Regions from separate parts of the Anser cygnoides genome. Here region 1 is linked to region 2. A link is a contact called in public Hi-C data. All regions are on one chromosome and are shown on one strand. Each heading gives the region's core, a stretch centred on a gene start, on an enhancer-like site or on the middle of the called end of the contact. The rest is flanking DNA. Distances are from core to core; before and after follow the strand shown.

What was found. A called contact is a pair of places that touch in the nucleus more often than the background predicts.
Region 1: a contact with region 2 is called in a Hi-C map of liver, with 2.6 times the contacts expected there. The contact joins two enhancer-like sites. A contact is called at or near these places in 2 of 7 Hi-C or Micro-C datasets (both in liver).

Annotation. Positions count from the first base shown.
Region 1 is chr4:30,749,415-30,754,040 of Taihu_goose_T2T_genome, forward strand. No RefSeq gene overlaps it. Among named protein-coding and RNA genes, the nearest start is that of USO1, 55 kb to the right of the region's middle. Within about 2 kb of position 1,352, at least 3 of the 3 cell types and tissues checked have open chromatin away from gene starts, as enhancers often do. A contact at or near this core is called in liver, where this site is marked.
Region 2 is chr4:30,396,531-30,400,840 of Taihu_goose_T2T_genome, forward strand. The region is part of intron 2 of LOC136790676 (a long non-coding RNA gene); the gene reads left to right. Among named protein-coding and RNA genes, the nearest start is that of ANKRD17, 14 kb to the left of the region's middle. Within about 2 kb of position 1,586, at least 1 of the 3 cell types and tissues checked has open chromatin away from gene starts, as enhancers often do. A contact at or near this core is called in liver, where this site is marked.

The sequences.
Region 1 (4,626 bases), core at 102-2,601, 350 kb after region 2:
ACAAACGTTGTGGTTTGTCATTTTAGGATCTTGTTCTTTCTACTACTCACAAAAGCAGTGATAACATCAGTAGACTGCTGGGGAACAACATTATTTGATGTCTGCCACTGGGCTGGCGTTGTGTACAGGGATGCAGTCTAGCTCTCCTGAAGTCAATACAGAAATTCCTACTCATCTCTGGGAAGATCAGACCAGTATTGCTAAAGACAGTTTTGTTTTTTTTTTAAAGACCAGGACCCAGGAGCATTTAATGTGAAAGCACAATTAGCGCATGGGCAAGTCATGTGTTTGTGCACACAACTGCAAATTAGGCACGCGATGGTTGTGGTAATTACAGGTTCAAATCCAGTTTCCATTAAAGTGGGCATTTTCCACTCTGCTTAAGACTTCCAGCATGATCCAACATGAGTCCAGCAGACAGAGTCCAGTCCACAAGCCCATGCCATCCACCTCTCTGCCTTTTCTCATCTGCCGTGGAGAAGCCAGGAGTAAACTACGACAAATAGAAAAAAAAAACTATAGACAAGGCATTGTCTATTAAACATTGAAGTAACTTCTCTAGCACCTATCAAAAGTAGCACTTAAGGCCAAAAGCCATTAATGCTGCTCTTGTGGGAAAAAGGATACACACCTAGAAGGCGAATTCATCGAGGCGCTAGCACAGTGAGGAGCAAGGCAGAGACCCACGTGCTGCCACTGTCCACTTGAAGAAGAAAGGGGAGACCCACAGGGCAGAGGAGCATGCTGCCACCCTGGCTGTGAGCTGACATGACTCCTGGGGAACTGACCTTAGCTGCCAGGGACTTGAGTGTGCCACAGCCCACCATCACCACTGCCCTGAGACAAGGAGGAGAGGAGAGGAGAGGAACCCACAGCCCCAGTAACTCTTGTTGCTTCTATGGGCATCAGGCACAGCTCCTGCGAGGTCGGTGGACCCACACTGGTCCTGCAGTTGTGTAGGTAAAACAAAATCAGGGCCCAAGCCTGAGAATTAGGGCCCTTTCCAGAGGGAAAAAGAGCTCCACTCCCAATGCTACGCCCTTCCTTTCCAACCTCTCCCCTAAATCCAGGTTACCCAATTCCAACATGATTTAGCTCACAGCTAGCTACCACTTTGAAATGCTTTCCTCCTGTCACCCTTGTCTGCCCTTCGCTATTTCTTAACCGCTCTGTCACATGCCTTGCATTGCATGACTTAATCATTTGAGACTTTGGACTTGATTTACATATATAAACAAATAAAAAGTTACACACCTGCAGTTGATTCGGCCAGCTGGCAAATGCCTGAGCAGAAGCTGCATTCCTGGATCATGACATTTAGCAGAGCACCAGACTTACACAAACTGCTCACCGATAACTATTGGCAGCAGCCAGTGCCTATGCCCCCATTGGCCTTTCTCCCACGAAGGTGAGGTACAGCAAGAGGAAGGCCCAGAGCAGCAAATCCAGCCATCTCTGCTCCTTTTTGCGCAAGCGCCTTGTGTTTGCTCCAGCACATGGCCCAGGAAATCCAACCAGTTTAGCAGGAGTGCTTGGGGGTCTCCATGCAGGAATTGGTACGCAGTTGTATCTGCAGTTGTACACACAGGTAGCAAAGACAGGGCCTGATCCTGAAACGTCTCTGTCTCTGTGTGGTAGCTTGCATTGGAAGGGGGGGGATGAGGGAATAGGAACATTAATGTCAAGCCCTGACCTCCTTTAAATCATTAGCAAACCTTCCTTTGCCTTGTGCACATGGGCAAAATCCTCAGCTATTTAAAATCTGAGCCAGGTGGCAGTTGTGGCCCAGGGTACCCCCTTTGTCCCTACCACACAAGCTGTTCTAGTATTTCATCTCCGCTGTCAGTTTGTATACAGCTTGACAAAAATGGGTTGCCACTGAGGGCCACAGTCAAAGGTATAAGCTATGTAAGTTTTCTGTACGAACACCAAAGCTTGTCTCCTCGCCTCCTGTCTTGAATATTTTGACACAAATGGTTCCATACATGACAGATCTAAACTTAATGTGGCTCAGAGGCAAACAAAAATCTACAGATAGCTGTGGCACTGGCAAAAAATCAGAAATTTCTGTCTGCAAGACTGCAGAATGGAAAAAAAATACGTAATTAAAGAAGACCTGCATAGTTTCAATGGAACGGTAAGTGCTCAGCACTTTCTGATGAGGGATTTAGACTTAGACATGTGAAGAACTGAGGTTAGTAAATGATCAAACATGTTTTTAATGTGTTTTTAACAGTTAACATTTCTTGGCATTGTGTGAAAAGCACTGGTAACTCCTGTGGCAGGAATGAGAGTGCCCACATGTTTTAAGTTGGGTATGTATTTAAACACTTAATTAAAACTCTGGGGCAGTGCAAGTTTCATTAATAATAATCCAGTGTTTCACCACAGGATACTTTAATTGTTCTTCATCAGGAAGATGTGATCCCAGAGACAGAAAGATTATGCATTTAAGAGGCTGAAATGATAACATTCAAAGCACTACCCTACATGATAATGAATCGCCTGTTCATCCTGTAGACTTTGATGATAGCAAGCAAACTGCATGCGTGTTGGGCAGCTGCTTTTGGGGACAGACTTCGCCTGGATTACAGCAAATCTCTGGATAGCAACTTATCTTGGTTTAGGGATGCACAGTACATCATGTTACTTCGCTCTTCCAGTTCAATTTTCATAAGACCCTTGAGAGCTTTGCAACCCAATAATTAAGCCTCTCAACTCTATTGAGAAATAAGCAAGTAGGAGCAACACAGCATCTCAGCATAAGCAATGGAAAATCTAGATGATTGATTGATGTGATTTGGGAAATCCTGTGCATAGATGGCATTGCTACCTAGGCCCAGGTGGCAACTGAACACTTTACCCAATGTGGCTGTCCTTGCCGAGGTGTAACTGTGCAGAAGGCACTGGCTGCGGAGATGCCTTTGGAATTAAAAAAACAAAAAACAAAAAACAAAACAAAACAAAACAAAAAAAACAAATGAAATCAACAGAGATCATGAAGAGATATCGAGACTTTCTCAGGGACATCTGGGGAGTGCTTTCTAAATCAGCTTTCATTCTCCCTACCAAACTTCTAACCACCCCGGCCTTGTCTCTGCACTCTACTGCTTGTGACTCAAATACTTTCAGTCAGGAACTGGGCAGGAAAGATGTCTGGAGCCAGCGTGCAGCCACACGACAGACCTGTGTGTGGAGTATCTTCCCTGTCTTTGTTCCTCACATTTAGAAAACTGCTCCCTGCCTCGTGTCTTCTAACCTCTGCTGGAGAACTGACCATCCACTACATGCTATAGCATGAGGTGAGACAGGTGAGTATCCAGGGCACAAATGACAAAGCAAATCAAATGTCTGATCATCACAGTCCTTTCCAGCTGTGGCCATTTACTCCAGTTCCCTGCAGGACAGCCAGGACCAGCCCCTGGTGGTCAGCCTCTGAGGGGACACAGGCAAGGACAGCTGCGGTTCCTTTAGCACTCCCTCCCTGCAAGCTACTCCTCCAGCAGGATTTTATCCCACATGGCATTTTAAGCTAACATGAAGAATTCTTCTGCTCCTTTTAGGCAGAGGTTTGTAGGCAAAAAGTCATGTTATAAAGAAGGAAAAAAAAAGGTTGCAGTTGTGCAGATGAAGTGGAACTGAAAGCAAGGTTGTGAAACTGCTAGGAACTAGACAAGTGGGACAGGGCAGTTGCAGAGCACTGAAGGGCTTGCAAAGATCTTACCAGCCATGTGTGCTGCTGTCTAGAGCAGGATGCACAGAGAGGAGACATCCCCAAGGGGTGCTTACAGATCGATGGCACGCAGAGAGCACCTGGTGTGGAGCTGAGCATCGTGGGTGAAGCAATTAACTAGTTAAAAAATACAGGATAAACATGCTAGAATCTGATAGGGGAGTACATGACAGAGAGAAGATGGAACAAGCTCAACCCAGATGAAGGGCAGCCACGGGATACATGCAGAGGGCTGGACAAATGGTAGCCCCTCCACGTGCTGGTCAGCCACTGGCCGCCGCTGTACACTTGTGCTCTCCTGTGTCAGCCGGAACAAACATCCCTCCTGTGAAACCTTGCTTACAGCCTGGCCTGGTGGCAGGGCAAGGCCAGGAGAACTTGGATTAGAAACCAGCTCTGGAGCCCTTGGCTGTGGCCAGAGGAGGAGCAGCTGCCCACTGGGGTGCGAGTAGTGGGAGGGGAAGGCCTGGAAGTAGCAACCACTGGCGGCACCTCAGCGTGTTGGCACAAAGCGCCTGGGCACCTGGCTCTGTTGAGTCACCATGACAGCAAACGCGCTCCTCTGCATTGAGAAAAGCTTGGGGATCAGGACCCAAAGTCAAGCGGCTGCTGTGCCATGGCAGTCGCACCAGCCAGGAGCAGCCGTGCACGGGGCGAGGAGGCGAGCATGGGGCAAGGCTCTTGGGGGTCTGTCCGGGCTGGCGCTGCAGCTATGGAAGCTGAGATGTTTTCCCAGGGCAGGTTAAAGCCGGACAGAAGTCAGCATTAAAGACAGATGTAGAGATAAGGAAGCTGAGATTTACATACATTTACTTCGCCACATCATTCACAAACACACTTTGATCTCGAGTCATCTGTTGCTATAATTACTGAGAGGTGGTTGATACAAACAC
Region 2 (4,310 bases), core at 336-2,835:
TTATGGATATGAGTCATAGTTTCTCTACACATCATTCACTTCTTTCATTTAACATATCCCTAAATTCCTTGGTGGCCACATTTTTAACAGGTTCTCTGAGGATAGAACCATTAACTACCTGTATATTTCTGTGTGTTGTGTGGGTCATGCATATTCACGGAAATAGATAGCTAAAAGCCATGTAATTTATGAATGATTGGCTCTGCTATTTCAAATAGCAAACATTTCTGCAACATTCTCACATGAAGAAATATAAAGAGACTTTGCCTCCTGAGAAGAACACTGTCCTTACTAGTTGTATAAGGAATTGGTCTCTCTATTGGTACTATACAGATTCTTCCTGATAGGTAGTCCCAACCTCAAATGCTTGTGCTACAGGCCAATAAATGTTACAAAAGGTAAGACAGGAAGCAGATGCAAAGAGACCTAGTGAAGTAGAAAAGGTCACACAGCAGGTTAATGACAGAGCCAAGAAGGGGACCCAGCTTCTAGCTCTGCGACCTATCCATTGAGAATGTTTTTTTCTCTCTGGTTTTGTTCCTATGCTTCTCTACACGTCGCTGTTTGCTATAATAGGTAGCTTGCAGTGGGCACTGTGAGTCTAATCATTTCTAGCCACCTGTAACGTGCAATTATAGATTCAGTGTTTTTTACTCTAAGCATCCTGAATAAAAGAGGGGAGAGAAGTACAATTAATGCAGGCAAAGTTGTATCCAGATGTAATTGTATGGCCTGAATGCTGAAGTACCTGTCAAACAAGCACAAATAATTGATATCCTGTTGTTTTCAAATGTTGCTGAGGCACTAATTATCTTTTAGCATCCTTCACCAGTGCAACAAAGGATGGAGAAACACCTTACAAGCTTTTTATCCTGTGATAGTCAGACACTAAATGGAAATATCTGTAGCAACGCTGTCTTTGATTACTTGAGAGGTTACTTTCTTGGCCCACAGGATCGTTACATTTTTCTGTGTTGCGGTGCACAGCTTCTCCGTGCAGAGTTTTGTTAACAGCAGGTGGCATACTTCTCCCGACTGACTGACGACTTTGTAGAGGCTGCATGTTAGTCAAAACTAGTTCCTAGCAAATGCTGATAGCTATTTAGTTCAGCACACATAGTAGCTTTCTCTGCCAAAGCTCTCTTTTATGAAAGAATTAGGCATGAATATCAGTTTTAGAATAAACTCGATATAATCTGAGGCAGACCCGCTTTTCACTCTCCATATTTGTACCTTTCCATTTTTCCCAGTGACTCTCCTTGCCTGTACTTTTCCCACAGCTCATTGCAACAGTCTTTTCATCCACTACTGCAGTTCCATCTGCACTAGTCTTCTGCTGCAGTTTCAAATGGGTTGCTTGGCCTCGCGTGCAGGAGGTAATTAAACCCATAGTAAGTCTTTGCTGCGTGACACAAACATTTTCTGCTCCTCCGGTAACCAGACTGAAAATATTTGTGTAATTTGCTGTGGAATAACTGCCTCAGAATCTTACAGAGAATGTCTAACATCCATACAGAAAAATCCAAGGTATTATAGCTCTCGCCACCTTCATAAATTAAACCCCCTAGCTTCCAAAACCAAGGCATAATAAAAAGCTTTTGGCATGAAGAACAGCTTCCCACTTGCAATAAAATAAACAGTTTCTAAGATACTCCATGCTAACCAGTGTCTCTGCTGGAGTTTGATTTTGCATACGTTGTTAACTTCAGTGTGGCTATACACTGAGCATACAATTAAGCATGTTTGTAACTCCTATCTTAGAAGACCTGCCAATACAAAGTCTTGACTACACAGACCTCTTGGCAGGATAAAGATTCTAATTTTGACCTGACATAAATGAATCTCTGACTTTGGCTATTAGTTTTCTCAAAAAAAATATATATTGTTTGATTATTCACCAGTTTTTCATCTTCTTATCAGCGATCCATTTCTCTTGTCTGGGCCAAATAAGCAGAGCACTTTTCAAAAGTATGCAGTTTTATCTAACTTGGTTTCCAGTGAAGCCAGACAAGTTTTAGAACTGACTTTGGCATAACCAGAATTAGGTTAATACTGAGCATATTTCAAAATCCTACAGTGAGGACCTGATAACCTTACTGAGTTCTCAGATAGCTACTCTAGGCAATATTAGTGCCCAATAGACAATATCTTCCAATTTGTCTGATTTAAATCTGTCCTTGCCTAACTTAAAATGCAGTTATGTACTAAAAGGTATACTTGTTTTTCCCTTCAGAAGTGCAAGTGGATAGATTGCCTATTTGATAAATAGGAATCAAATAAAATTAGTTTATTTTTCTTTGAAAAAATAATAAATGACATAGAAATTCCTTTGGAAGCCTATTCTAAATTTCAGCTTCTCCAATAAACAATTTTTAGTTCGACTATTACGTTGTTCTATGTTGAGTTTCTGACCACCTTGATTATGAAGTTTTATTTTTGTGGGTGGCAAGATAAAATGACCTAAGTCCATGTCAGTGGAATTTTTGTTTGTTATCACACAGTACAATAACTTTGTGTTTTTTCCAAAGAACAGCAAATTCAGTTCAAAGTCTCATGAATAAATGCCATGAAGACTGATAAAAATACACCTTATCAGTAAAACAGTGAACGTTACTAGCCATTGGCTTCCACATTTGTTGTGCTAAAACCATGGCAACTACAAATCTTTTTTAGGGTCTGAGTTCATAGATCTTAAAGAAGGAAAGTTCATTCTTGAATTTCCATAGAGACAATACCTTAACTTTAAAGGCAGACCTGTTCATAAGCTGGTATCTTTCTGTTCTCTTGATTTTATACTGGGTTCAAATAGTCCCATTTTTAATGGAGGCTCTGTTTACAAGATACCTTCTAATTCACATCTAACTGCTGCACATGCCCACCAAAACAGTTTTGCAGGTCCAATTCAGGTTACATTAGTCTAGATTCACTCAGTTTCATGGGATTGCCAGTGTAAGACAAAATGGGGCCTGCAGGATCAGAAATTTTACTTTTGTTTGGGTTAATGGGAATAGAGTTGAAGGTTCGAAATTCACTGTCTAGAAGCAAAAGCACCACTGATAATGATGGATCCCGTGCTTTCCATATGCAGGATTTTAACTGAAGCCCCACTTCTTCCTGCACATCCACTTTCTGCTCACACTGTGTTCCTTTTTACACAGATTTTCTGACAGAAAGTAACAACACAAGGAACATGAGGCTTGGTCTTTTTGACACACATTGAACTTCGTACATTTTCCAATAGGGTCTCCAGGAATTATATTAATCATCTTTTGGGTTACATTTTCAGTCCTTTCACGTTTTTAGGTTGAAGATTGTTTCTTACGTTTGGCAGGTTAAATTCAATACTCAGATTTGCATTTACAACCTCGAAGACAGGGAGCAGGTGTGGGTGTAAATGCATGAAGGTGTCACTGCGACTAACACAATCTAATCTGCACATTTCTAGAAGTCAGATGGAAGTAATAACCACTGTAAAAGGCTAAGTCTTTCAGAAATGGGCACTCTTGGTCTCTGAGAAGACGTCAGTATACTAGCTGGAGTCAGAAATTGGCATTTGTTCGTGTAGGTCATAGTTGAATGCTAGTTCTAGGATTGCAGTGTTGTAATTTATTAAATTGTTCTGAATTCTTATTGGACATAGATCAGGGATAGCAGATTAAAAGATATATATCGTTTGAAAGGTTTGAACATTCTAAGCATTCACTGTCTTGACCAGTGGCCCTGGGGCCACTGAATGCAGTCGGAAATGAGATTTCCCAAGGATTCAGTACAGCCCTATCTCAGACTCCTGTTACGAATTTTACTGTTGCCTTCAGTAGGAGCACAGATGTGCTGTTGATATTTCTCCTCAAGCAGCCGTTATTGCATAAAGTAGACCTGGTCTACTTACTGGACGGTTTTCACGTAATATGCCAATTAGTTGAATCCAAAATGTTTCACTGGAAACATCACATTTCTGACAAACTTTCAGCAAATCTGAGGTTAAGTTTTCCATAGACACATACTGGCTTTAACAACATGCAGGAAGACAAGCCCTGTGCTTGTGGGATTTCTAGTTTTGGAGCACCCAGTCAAGTGAAGCACAAGTATCAGTGTTCTGGGCTGAATGGCCATGCCAAAGCATCCAGGCTCCCTGACAGGAAGTTGTGAACCCCAAAACTCATACAGTGGCGACAGCAATGAGGCTACAGTGCCTGACCCTGAAGCAGGACACTGGAAACTATAAGACTTGTGTTTGTGTCAGGCTCTCAACATTTTCAAGGTTCCTGTTCTTACACGAGGAGCTGAGTCCTCGGTCCGGTCTCAGTGCT